Linked DNA regions of Mus musculus: region 2 is linked to region 1. Evidence: chromatin contacts called from public capture Hi-C data. All regions are on one chromosome and are shown on one strand. The core of a region is the stretch at or near the end of the contact, and the rest is flanking DNA. Distances in the headings are between cores, read along the strand shown. Region 1 overlaps Zeb2 (zinc finger E-box binding homeobox 2). Region 2 has its middle 200 kb from the start of Gm13470.

Evidence for each region. Capture Hi-C pulls out chosen DNA fragments and counts their contacts.
Region 2: a capture Hi-C map of bone marrow-derived macrophages shows a contact between it and region 1, with 9 times the contacts expected there. The contact joins two enhancer-like sites. A contact is called at or near these places in 1 of 484 Hi-C or Micro-C datasets (adipose-derived mesenchymal stem cells), 2 of 115 datasets of contacts at active chromatin or transcription factors (bone marrow-derived macrophages and microglia) and 1 of 9 other capture datasets (bone marrow-derived macrophages).

Annotation. Positions count from the first base shown.
Region 1 is chr2:45,048,169-45,050,970 of GRCm38.p6, forward strand. The region is part of intron 2 of Zeb2 (zinc finger E-box binding homeobox 2); the gene reads right to left. Among named protein-coding and RNA genes, the nearest start is that of Mir5129, 26 kb to the left of the region's middle. Within about 2 kb of position 1,388, at least 88 of the 459 cell types and tissues checked have an H3K27ac peak or open chromatin away from gene starts, as enhancers often do. A contact at or near this core is called in bone marrow-derived macrophages, where this site is marked.
Region 2 is chr2:46,244,440-46,247,241 of GRCm38.p6, forward strand. No RefSeq gene overlaps it. Among named protein-coding and RNA genes, the nearest start is that of Gm13470, 200 kb to the right of the region's middle. Within about 2 kb of position 1,447, at least 25 of the 459 cell types and tissues checked have an H3K27ac peak or open chromatin away from gene starts, as enhancers often do. A contact at or near this core is called in bone marrow-derived macrophages, where this site is marked.

The DNA.
Region 1 (2,802 bases), core at 138-2,637:
ATAAACTTTATATTCTTCTATGTAAACACTATTTGTGGAGGACATAGGTTTAATAAAAATGATGTACGACCTCTTTATTAGATTTATAATTTGCATACAGGTAGTAAATATGGAACTTGGGTAAAAATGGTTTTATTTCAACAGACACACAGACAGACACACACAGACAGACAGACAGACTATCCTCTGTATATCACTTCTGTAGTAGCAATAAGTATCAAGTGACTATAGCCAAGGAAGCCATTATTATTACTTAAGGGATATTTCAAGGGAACTTATTCACTTCCAATAAGTTACTATCTTCAGCTACATTTACAGAACCTTTAAAAGAAATCAAGTCATGCAAAAACAAACACAAGTAAAACCAAGGGAATGTCTTTTGCAAGCAACACTTAACAAAACCATGACCACATTGCTGTGAGCATACATATTACAACTCTTTTATGTAACCCAAAGTTCAAGACACTAGACAGTGCAGAGGCTGCCTCAAAAACTTCGGGATTATTCCAAGGCTGTTCTGTTTTAAAGCATTTTCTTTTCCACAGTTGGAACTGGCCGAGGATGGGGTTTGAGCCCTGACTCGTAGTTTCTTTTGCCTTTGTCAAACTGTGTCACAACCGTAAAGTTATTTTAGCAGAGTGCATTTGCCTAGGTATTTCGCCTGTAGTAGTATAAGAGAAAAGGAAACAACAGTTTAATCTGTAAGTGAAGTAATGTGCGGGTGAAGGACGGCTCCAGCCCTGGCCAGTACTGGTCTTAGTCAGAAATCAGTATGTGGGATTTTTGAGCTTAAAAAAAAATCATAAATCCCTTCTTTCATTTCAATTTTCCTCAAGCAACTGCAGTGGGAATTAGGCAGGTTTGAAAGATCTAATTTCTTTCTAGGATCAGGCCTGATTGCTTCTATCATGGTTAATACTGACTTAAATGGGGAATTTGTGCAAATTCTTCAATATGGGTCGTTTTTGATATTTAAAAAAAAAATCCTTGGCGTATATATTCAGAATTGATCAGCTAATAGATTTCGTTGGGTTACACAGCAGATTTCCCTGAGGTAACTCTGGCACTGCCTTCCTAGATCAAAAGCAACCCCTTTGGCCTTCAATCTGGCTCTCACCTGTCATCCATACAGTGGCCAGGGGTTAAGCTCCAGCATTGTACCAGTATGCAAACTAGCAGATTTCTCAATCCCGTGGGTGTCAACCAGACAGAGGCACAGGGTGCCAAGCTCTCCTTATTAACTGCTCTCTCATCTTGGGCCAGCCCAGGGATCTGAGAACTTGCTGTAGTTAGAAAGAAGTCACCTGACTGTGAAGTTCCCTCCTGTCTATTTTCAATCACTATGGTCACAGTCACCATGAGTCAGGGTTCCTCATAGCAGCCCTGGCCAGTACAGCTTCCCCATAGAAGAAGTGCAGGGACCTCTCTCAGGGAAATCACGTGGAGGATACACACTATCATTCCCTGAAGATTGTCTCATTTTTGGAATCTCATGTGTGTCTTAAAAAAAAAAAAAGAACTCATTTTCTGTGTTTGAGCCCATTATGAATGTATACTAAGAACTGTATGTGTGCATTAATCTCCTGAGACTGAGAACAGATCACATTTCTTTTTCTCTCTGTCTCCAGAACAATCCTTACAAAAGGCACAAACTATTGTAAATAAGTAAACAAAGATGAAAAAATAAATGTAACTACCTTTCCGTCAAATTAGCTGATGTTGTAACCTGGACATAATCCCTGATTCCGTTCCCTCTTCTGCTTCTGAGGCATAAATTCAAGTCAAAACAGGATGTCTAACTTCTTCGTAGAGGACTGTGGTGTAGGAATGCCATCTTCTTACTCATTTGATTTTACAGAAACAGCTTTTCAGGAAGGGAAGAGGAAAGGAGGAGAGAAGGAAGGCCAAGTCAAACTGACCCCACTGCAGTCGAAAGAGAAGGAAGTTGGGCTTAAGGACTGGCATATGGGCAGCAACTTGCTCAAGGGCTCAACGTGTGTCAGTGGGACAAGTTGTATGGTTGCTTCAGGACCTGTGTTTATCTAGCTTGAAGAATTTAAAACCTTTAATGTCTTGGTGGTCTGTCGTTGTCTGTTTGGGTTGAAGTGATGGCTCAGCAGTTAAGACCACTTGTGGCTATGGCAGAGGACTTGGGTTTGGTTTCCAGCATCTACTTGGTGGCTGACAACCATTGTTCCAGGGGCTCTGATGCCCTCTTCTGAACTCTACCATGTAGTCCACATACATACATGGAAGTAAAACATTCATACACTCATACACATACAATAAGAACAAATAAATCTGAAAAAAAATGTTTTAAAACTCAAAGTTATGTGACTACCTTCCACCATATTCAGTCTCATCTCTCAATTTATCTGAACATAGAATCCAAATGGATTCTACAGAGGTATAGACATCAGGATGCTAAGCAACTTACCTAAGTTTTCCTTTTGCTTATTTTTTCCTGTTTCAGTTAATAGTTCCTTCAGGATTTAGATATTTATTTTTAAATTCCCCTCTCCCCCCCCCTTTTTTTTTGGTTGAGGATATTGCTCAACAGAGCTGGACAAGGCCTGGCCTTGCCTCCAGCATGAAGAAAACCATGTTTCCTTGTTTGGGATAATGCCGTTGAAGTACTAATAGATTAGCTTGGAGATTAAGCGTACAACATGACATACTATGGAGACTCGGTGCTATGCTATGTACAAACTTGAAGCTGATTCCATATTTTCCATATTTATGATTTATTTATTTTTTACCAGCAAAATTGTCTTATTTTGTATATTTATAATGGAAACATAT
Region 2 (2,802 bases), core at 197-2,696, 1.2 Mb after region 1:
CTTGTTTATTTTATTGCTTATGTATCACAGAAAAAACCAACCAAACAAACAAACAAAACAAAACAAAATCCAAAAATCAAAAAACAAAACAAAACAACAATCAAAAACAAAAACAAAAAATCCTTAAACCAAAGAAGACTGGGGTAGAAAGATGCACTCTGTGTTTTAGAAGAAAGACTTTATTTTCAGGTTCTGGTTGGACTCAACAATGAAATTGCCTGCAGGACCACCCAGTTAGTAGAGATAACTTATTTCTTAAAAAGAAAAAAAAATTAAGAAGAGCAGGCAGCTTTAATTATACTTATAATGGAAACAACAGGAAATTCTCTGAACAACACTATGATCCTCAAGTGTTTCAATTTTTTTTAAAGGATTTAGTCACTCTGCTCCTGAGTGTTTTCTCTGCACAAACAATGTCTTTCTCTGAAATGATTGCACAATTCTAAGTAAGTCACCACACCCTTCTGGTCTCCATATATTCTATATATGAAAGGGATGTGTCCGTGCCTTTTGCTCTTTGCTGATGCCTCCATCTGCACAGAGCTCGGGATAAAGTGCAACTTCCTAGTAATTCATGGCATCTGCTCACCCCAGCCCTGACAAGCTTGCATTTTCTTTTTCTTTTTTTAAAAATAATATAGCGCTCACTTTAAGCAAGCCTAAAACGCTACCTTATAACAGCAATAATTACTATGAATAGGGAGCAAAAATATGTTTGTGGACTCATTAGCATCAGGCAAGAATCATTTCTCCTTCTATCACATGGGTCCTGAGACGTCAAGTGTCAAGCCAGGCAGCAAGCACCTCAACTGTTCAGCTGCCTCCAGGCTTGCAAGTATTTCTTAAATCACAAGCATTTCAACTTTGTCCATATAGGTAATGGTACCTTAAGTCCGTTAGAATAGTTTGCTTTTTTTGGCATCATTAACAGTTTACAAAAATAAATGAAGGTTTCTCTAGTAGATGATTTTTATAAAAGGAACAAGCAAACTAAAAGATTTTCAATTACTTGTTCTGAATCAAACAGCTACTGCCTGGAGGGTTTAAACTTGAATCAGAAAGAGTATAGAGGGCACCTGGTGCAGTAAGTATACATGATTATAGTCAATGGAGTAATAGAGTGGCCACTGCAATCAGAAGGACTTCATAGACCATCAGAAACCTTGGTTCATGTTTATGGTCAGATATTGGTGGAAGAAAAGGCTGAGGGAACTTCAGGAGATATCCACTCAAGAAGAATCATGATAAAAAGTTTATGTAAACATTCACACATAATTTCAATGATTCCAATAGTTGTTTCTAGTGTAGATCTTATTTTCTTGTGCAGTTTGTCTATGTATTTTTCTTGATCAGTTTGCATTCTGGCTTCCTTTCAATATTCTCCCTTCAGCAGGCAGAAGAGGGAGGACCTCCCACTTCTCTGGTTGACAGACCTTTAGCTCGTCTGTTAGAACAGTCTGTTTGTTCCCCAAATGTCTAGTCACCCAAGAAAAATGCCCTTCTGCTACTTCCTTTTTTACTTGCGAAATTAGGAAGATAGCTTTAAAACATGTATTTTATTTTTTCTCAAACAAATTTATGACTAACAAGGCAAATGTTCAAAGGTACGGAGAGAAAATACCCAATGTTGTAACTCAAGTACATTTGAGGAGGACACAGAGATTTTAGAGGTTTCTAAAATCTGGAAAAAAAATGCCTGCCCTCTGTGTCCTTTCTCTCATATCATGTACTTTTTAAAAATTGGCTTTATATTTCATTTCTTTGTTTGTTTCAACTTAAACACATGTAGTCAGAAAGGTTGAAGATAAACGAGACTGTTACTCATTTCAGAATTCAATCACCAAACTTGCATGATTGTAAAACTGATTATAAAAAAATTATAAAGCAGATCCTGTTTTATTGCAAGGATGTCAATTGTGTTGCCCAATCTTAACACTCATCAAACACAATTTATATAACTAAATGTTTAAAATGAGAATTATTTGCTCTGTTTTAGAAAATCTACTACCACACATTCATCTATCTTAGTGATCTAGTAATTCATTCCCACAGGTATTACTAGAGCTGAAAAATATGGTAAATATTTTGTAGTTTCGATATAACTTAGTGGCCAAACAACAACAAGCTAAGGACTATATATCACTAAAAGAAATCATATTGTACTTTGAAAATGTATTTTGAAACTTTACAGTAAAAAACAATGTCCTTAATTGCCATTATGTCATTTTCTTTCTACTGTTCACACTCTGTCTTCTCTATGCCCAAATCTAGTTCCCATTTTCCAAATTATGTTTCTTTGAAAATAGTGGCTATCTTTGCTTTAGCTCTATCATGGAAACTAGGAAGAGGTATTGAGAAAACCTGGTGAGATAGAGCCAAATGAGCTTTCTTAAGTCATTTACAGTCCTGAGAATTAATTGGAGTTTAAATGGTTAGTGGAGCACAATACTTTTCCTTATTTTGATACATCCTATTCAATCTGGTAGGACTACAAAGATAAGCCACAGTGAGAGTTGAAGGCATCCTGGATATTTCCAAATGAAAATCATAAAGAATGCATGTCATACCAATTTGTGGATCCATGCCTATGATTCCTCATCCAATCATTAAAATATTTTAATATAACATGAAAACAGTTTTGCACTGAACACTTTTAGGTCAATAGCCTTTTTCCAGTTGGTTTCCATAACTGAATTTAAACTTGAGAAAGTTGTCAAAGAGGTCTTTGCTTAAAGAAGTATTTGGGAATATGAACAATATTTCTGATTCCCTGATCACCACATAAATTCCGTGGGAAATCCG